Regions from separate parts of the Ovis aries genome. Here region 1 is linked to region 2. Evidence: chromatin contacts called from public Hi-C data. All regions are on one chromosome and are shown on one strand. Each heading gives the region's core, a stretch centred on a gene start, on an enhancer-like site or on the middle of the called end of the contact. The rest is flanking DNA. Distances are from core to core; before and after follow the strand shown.

Region 1 (3,030 bases), core at 250-2,749, 79 kb before region 2:
ACACAAGATCTCCAGGACCCCTCCCCGTTCCAGCTGTACTCCTCTGGCTCATAGACCCATCCTTGCACACCCTCACCCCCAGACACTTTCAGAGACTAAGGCAGGGAAGGGACAGGACATGCGGGTGGGCTGTGCAGCAGAGAGAGAGGGGCAAAGGAGGGACTAACGCCTCTCCCCAAATCTAGCCAATAGCAGGAAATCCATTCCTCCTCCGTTCCCATCCTAGGTCTGGGCCTGGGGGCAGTAAACCCCACCCACCGCACTTCCCAGAGCCTGCAGCGACCCGGCTCCCACCACACTCTCCAGAGACAGGGCCTTGTTTAGAAAGTGTCTTCTGGAGCCTGAGTCACCAATCCCTGGGTGGTCTGGGGGAAACCACAAAGTTTCTGCAGGCACCATGACTGGGAAAGGGGGAGGATGGAGGTCCTGCTGCCACTTGTGACCTCAGCAACTCAGCCTGTTCTGTCTGGGACTCGGTTTCCCCCTGTGAACTGAAGGACCAGAACTGGAGCCTCAGACCCCCGCGAAGAAAGGCAGCCATGAGGCCTCTCTGCAACACTTGAGGCCATCCAAGGAGCTCAGGGAGGTTCCCAGCCTGGGCAGAGGGCAGGCCTGGGAGCAAGACTGCTCCAAGGTTGAGGCCCCTGGGTCCCCAGAGTTCAGCCCTCCAGACTCAAGGACGGTCCCCAGGGGGCAGGCCCACTCCAGCAAAGCCAGTCACAACCAGCACAAGAGAGGACATCGGACAAGACACCCAGCCCACATCTGAGACAGAGACGTGTCCTGTTCCCCAGGGAGCTTGGGCACAGGACAGTATTCCCATAAGCATCCATTTCTCCATCTGGAAAGAGGGACTGGCCAAGAACACCCTCGCAGAGGTTCTCGCTCCGTGGTATTAAGGACTCACGAACAGTTCATGTCAGTAATCACTGACTTGAAAAGGAGACAGATACAGTGACTCCGGGCCCATCCTCCCAACACAGCACGGCTCTGCTCACTGCACCCCAGGAGGACCAAGGCCTGGACAGCGGGGACAGCAGAGGAAGGGGGCACTCCTGGGAAGCTCGGGTCTGGGGTGGCAGAGGGGAGTGAAAGGGGCTGGGCTGGCTGACCTGGGTCTGAGACAGAATTAGAGGGGTGGAAAGAGTCCGCTGGCATAGCACTTTGGGAAATGAAGTAAAAATAGTGTAGTTCTTGGAGGATGTGGTGGCCATGATTCCCACCTCTGGGCACTTTTGTGTAGCAACACCACCCCCCCTCCCACACACACACACACCTGCCACCAACACACACACATACTTGTAGCAAGAATGGTTTGTGTGACCAATAGAACATGGCAGAAGTGATGGAATGACACTTCCGAGATAAGGTTAGGAAACACAGCAGCCTCACACTTGGTCTCTCTCTTTTGGATCAGTTGCTCTTAGGCAAGCCACGTCATGAGTGGCCCAATGGACAGGCCTACGTGGTGAGGAACTGAAGCCTCCAGCCAACAGCCACGTGAGCAGGCTTGGAAGTGGGTCCTCCAGGCCCAGTTAAGCCTCAGATGACTGCAGCCCTGGCCGACAGCTTGATTGCAGCCTCAAGAGACCCTGAATCAGAACCACCCAGCTAAGCTGCTCCCGCATTCCTGAGCACAGAAACTGTGATAATAAATGGTAGTTGTTTCAAGCTGCCAAGTTTTGGGATAATTTATTACGCAGCAATAGATAATACACAGGACTTCTCAGAGCATTTAATAGGCTAATGTAAATCTCCAAGAAAGAAGATATACAATGTAGCATTCCCCTTAGTTATTTGGCCAAGAAGGCCTTCTTTTTTTGAGTTTTCTCAAGAGAGGAAACTAATTTAATATGGCTCTGGTCCTACAATTAGATGTAAGTTCAAACCTTGGTCTGTTTCATGAGCTAGTCATTTACCCTTCCAGAACCTTTAACTTTTTCCCTTTTATAGAGTAGAAAGAAACCACCTGCCTTTGCATCAATCATGACGACAGCCCCAGATGGGCAGGTTCTGACCTACTTGGTGAGGGATCGGAGGGTAGCTTATTTAGGTTCTAAAAGGGAGTTTCACCCTGGGGCTCAGGGAGCTTCCACAAGGCCATTAAGTGGGTCCAACACCCACCATCTCAGTCTTTCTTCCACAGATCATTTCCCCAAAGTGGTGAGAATTAGTCCTCTAGTTTGCAGACAGCTCAGAGATGGGAGGTATGGACCCACATCTTCCCCATCAGACTGAGAGCTGGCGTAGGCCACAGCATGAGCCTCCCCCATCAGATTGGAAGCGTTTACCCAGGATGGATGGGCCATAAACTCCCCCCTCCTCCTCCTCCTGAATCCTGTGGATACCCCACAGCCATGGGAGGGAAGGATCAACAGAACCTTCTCTGGTCTTAAGAACAAACATAGGTCTTTCCTTCCTTTTCAGTGTAATTCCCTCTATTCTTTAACCACTAAAAGATTGAAATCAAGTTTCAAATGCCTGACTGGTCAGAAACCCACGGAAACCCTGCATATCCCTCTTTGTTAAAAAGAAGACAGTTAAAAAAAAAAAAAACTATAATGCGAATACTTTATTATCAACGAGTGACTGGTATTAGCTTTTTGTCTGGGCATTAATATTTCAGAAACCAGACACCAAACCCAGGCTTTTCCACCTGGCTCTGCTGTATCATTTTCTTTAAAGAAAAAAAAAACATAAAGAGGAAGGAGGAAGAGAAAGAAAATATATCTGTATTATAAGCCAAAGTGCGTCTTTCTTGTTTTGTCCATATACACACATTGCACCATACATAAATAATTACATTGTAAAAATGACTCCATAATTACAAGTATAATATATATTTCCATATAATATATAAAACTTTATATTAAATCTAGGTAGATGATATCTGGGGGGGGGGGGGTTCGTCCGTGGGGGCTGTGTCTCTGGGCACGGGGCCCCCCTGGCGGCGGGGCAGGTGGCGGGGGCGCTATCTGTGGTTGTTGAGAAGGATCTCGAGCCAGCAGGGGCAGGAGGTGATGAACTGCC
Region 2 (3,035 bases), core at 195-2,694:
AGCAGGTCACCGTCTCGCAGTCACTTTCGGGCAGCCAGCCCTGGCCTCCCGGCTCCCCCACGTCCAGCGAGGAGCCCCCAGAGCCGGCCCCCGGCTCGGACATGGGCCTCGGGGGGCCCCCTGAGCGCCGGCGTCTCCCAGCGCCTTGGGCGCCTCGCTGTCCCACCGCGTCCCGGGGCCGCCGCAGGGCTACCGGGCGGACTTCGGGGCGGCCACAGCCTCCGCCTTCTCGTGCCCGCGCGGCCGGCTCAGCTCGGCTGCCCACGCTCCCATCCTCGTCGCCACCGCCGCCGCCGCTGCCGCCGCCTTCCTCCCGGTCGGGGACCACACGACTTCGCCAAAGTCGCCGCACCAGCCCCGAGCGTTTGGACCTGAACATACGATATCCTTTGGCGCCGGGGGAGGGGGGGGGAGGCGGTCTCCGGTTACCGGGGGTCCGTTTCCTCAGCGAGGCGCCGGCTGCGCGGGCCGCAGCCCCACATGAAGCTCTGCCGCAGGGCGCCGTGCAAACCGCGCACAGCCTGTCGTCGAAGGGGCACCGCAAGGCTGCAACATGAGGGAGCTCGCCAGGGCTGGACGGCGGGGAACGCGCGCACGCCGATCCGCAGTCCGCGCCCGGCCCGCGGCTACATGGACCCCGGCGGCCGGGAGGCTCAGCAACTCCAGCCCCGGCGCTTTAGAGGGACTGCAGGCGGCGCGCCGCCAGAAAGACCCCGCATGGGCCGGCGAGCCTTCAAAAGTTGCGCGGCTGGTCCATGAGCACAAAGCACTCGAGCTGAACTCCCCAAATGTGTCTGGAAAGCCCTGCCTTTAAAACCCAAGCGCTTCACTACATGGGTTTTTCCTGCAGGATCCGAAAGGCAGGCTTGTTGATGATACCCTCGGCTTCCTTCTTACTCCCTGCAAAAAGAAAAGGGGGGAAAAAAAGGAAAGGAAGAAAAAGAACCCCAAACAAAACCAAAATCCCTGTAATTGCATGCACGAAAGGCCAACTCTGTCTCAGGTCCCAGGCGCTAGATGCACTTGGAGCGAATTTCTCCTGAACGCGGTGTCAACACATGAGTGGAAACTGTAAAAATCCCAAAGAGCTGCTGGGAATCCTTAATTAAAATGCAATCCACCGAGGCAGAGGTCATAGCCCGCCCCACGCCGCATTCGGACGCCCAGGACGCTGCGGCTGCAGAGGTCGCCCCCCTCCCCCTCCACAAAAAGTGGCTCCCGGTGGCCCCGCGGTCCCGGCGAGGTCTGGCGAGGCAGCGCCCGGCGGCTCTTTCTCTCGGCTCGACTCCCTCGCTCGCTCCCCCACTCGGCTCTCTCTCTCTCTTTTTTGTTCTCCTCAAACGCACACTGAGGGCCCCCGGAGGAGCGCCGCGGAGTCATTGGCTGCCTCCCATCATATGCCAGTCTAGACACTTTGGCGGCTCCGCGGCGCTGATTGTTGCGCAAACAAGGTTTCAAGTTTCTTAACTCTTAAAGGAGAACACGTCCCATTGCAGGGCCCGAGGCTCCAAGGGGCCGGCTCCCGGGGCGGGCCGAGCCCCGGCCCCCGCCCCACGCTTGCCCCAGCACCACCCCCCTCCCCCGCCCAGGGCCTGACAGCGCCCACGGCCGGCTCTCTGGCTCGCGTGCGCCGCGGGCACAGATGCGAGCGCGCGCGCGCGCACACACTCACACACACGGTTACACAAACCACGGGCAGGCTGGCTGCGCGAGAGTTTGGTGGACCCACTGAGACTCGGACGCAAACGGGGCGCTTGGCCTCTCCTTGGCTTGTGCACAAACTTCAAACACACGTTGCACTTTAGAATTGGTACAAACCCCTATCCCAGGGAAGGCTAATAAAAATGGGTGTGCGTGTGTGCTTTCCTGGCTTACGTTTTTGGCAGTAGGGGGCGGCTGATTTGTTGGGGTGGCGGGATCTAACGTGATAGCACGAGGTTTCCACACCCCTGCTCAAAGTCGGGGGTAGTCTGCTGGGCCAGTCGGGTGGCGTGGGATACCTCACGCAGAGGGACTCTAGGCTTGCTCGAGGTAAGGAGTTACGGAGGGTGGGGTGGCGGCGGGGAACGTCTCTCGGGCTCCTTTCGGTCGCCAAGTCTTTCCCTCAGAGCTAGGCGGGCCGCCAGCCGTCCGGGCCCCCTCGAGGCTGGGTGACTTCTCCACCCGCTTTCCTTCTCCAGTTTATTCTCTGCACCACAAAGAGGGGTGTGGGTAGGGCTCGTGATTTCCCCAGCGACGTTTCACCACGGAAATGGGGGTGGGTTGGGGGCCAGATCCCTTCTGATCCCGGGCAAGCTGGTGGGGGCGCGGTGGCAGCAGCGGACCGCCTGGCGCGGGAAGGGTTAAGGCCGCTCTTGCCCCTGGAGCCGGCGCGGCGGGGTACCTCCTCGGGCGCGCTCTCTCGTCCGAGGGTGGCAAAAGTTCAAGCTTGTAAAGTCGGGATTGGCCCCGCGCGGAGGGAAAAAAGGCCTGGTCCCCCCTCCCTCTCCGGGCGCGGCGCCGATTGGCCCGGCCACGGGGCGGGCGCCGCCCTCTCCCGGGCGCGCGGCGGCACCGCCCCCGGCGTGGCGCCCCGCCCCTTTCCGGGCAAGAGCCCGGCCCCGCACTGAATGAAATAAATTCCGCTACTCTCATTGGCCCGAGGCTGGGCGCCATTCCCCCGCGGGGGCGAAGGGGGCGCCGGCGCGCGGTTCTCGTGTGGGTTCCCACGTGTGGGGCTGGCCGTGTGAGGCAACCGCAGTGCGAGTCCCCGGGGCCGCCCCGACTTAAGTGTGCGCTGGGGGGAGGGCAGTGTTTGCCGGATGGGCTCACCCTTTGCTGAGCTTTACCTGGACCAGGTACTGTTCAGTCTGCGCCCTCTGGGAGAGGCGGTTACTCTGGCGAATGGAGGGTCGGGCTTAGAAGCTTCCTCACCCGCATCCCCTTCTGCGTTAGCCAAGACAGAATAGCTGTCTTGGCCTCATTTTCTCGTTTGAAAAACGGAGATGATGATGCCTGTCCTGCGTTTTCACGGGACCATGAAGCCCCTATGAGAT

Evidence for each region. Hi-C and Micro-C count contacts between places; a contact is called where the count stands out from the background.
Region 1: a Hi-C map of tail adipose tissue shows a contact between it and region 2, with 2.8 times the contacts expected there. The contact joins the enhancer-like site here to the promoter of SMAD6 in region 2. A contact is called at or near these places in 4 of 16 Hi-C or Micro-C datasets (hypothalamus, omental adipose tissue, skin fibroblasts and 1 more).

The regions. Positions count from the first base shown.
Region 1 is chr7:13,590,145-13,593,174 of ARS-UI_Ramb_v3.0, reverse strand. SMAD6 (SMAD family member 6) reads right to left here. Exons shown (of 2, transcript XM_042252070.2): 2 at 2,558-3,030. The coding sequence ends at 2,972. Among named protein-coding and RNA genes, the nearest start is that of TRNAS-GGA, 77 kb to the left of the region's middle. Within about 2 kb of position 1,499, at least 1 of the 54 cell types and tissues checked has an H3K27ac peak or open chromatin away from gene starts, as enhancers often do. A contact at or near this core is called in tail adipose tissue, where this site is marked.
Region 2 is chr7:13,511,435-13,514,469 of ARS-UI_Ramb_v3.0, reverse strand. SMAD6 (SMAD family member 6) reads right to left here and starts at 1,444. Exons shown (of 2, transcript XM_042252070.2): 1 at 1-1,444. The coding sequence starts at 379. LOC121819944 (a long non-coding RNA gene) reads left to right here and starts at 1,935. Exons shown (of 3, transcript XR_006060305.2): 1 at 1,935-2,031.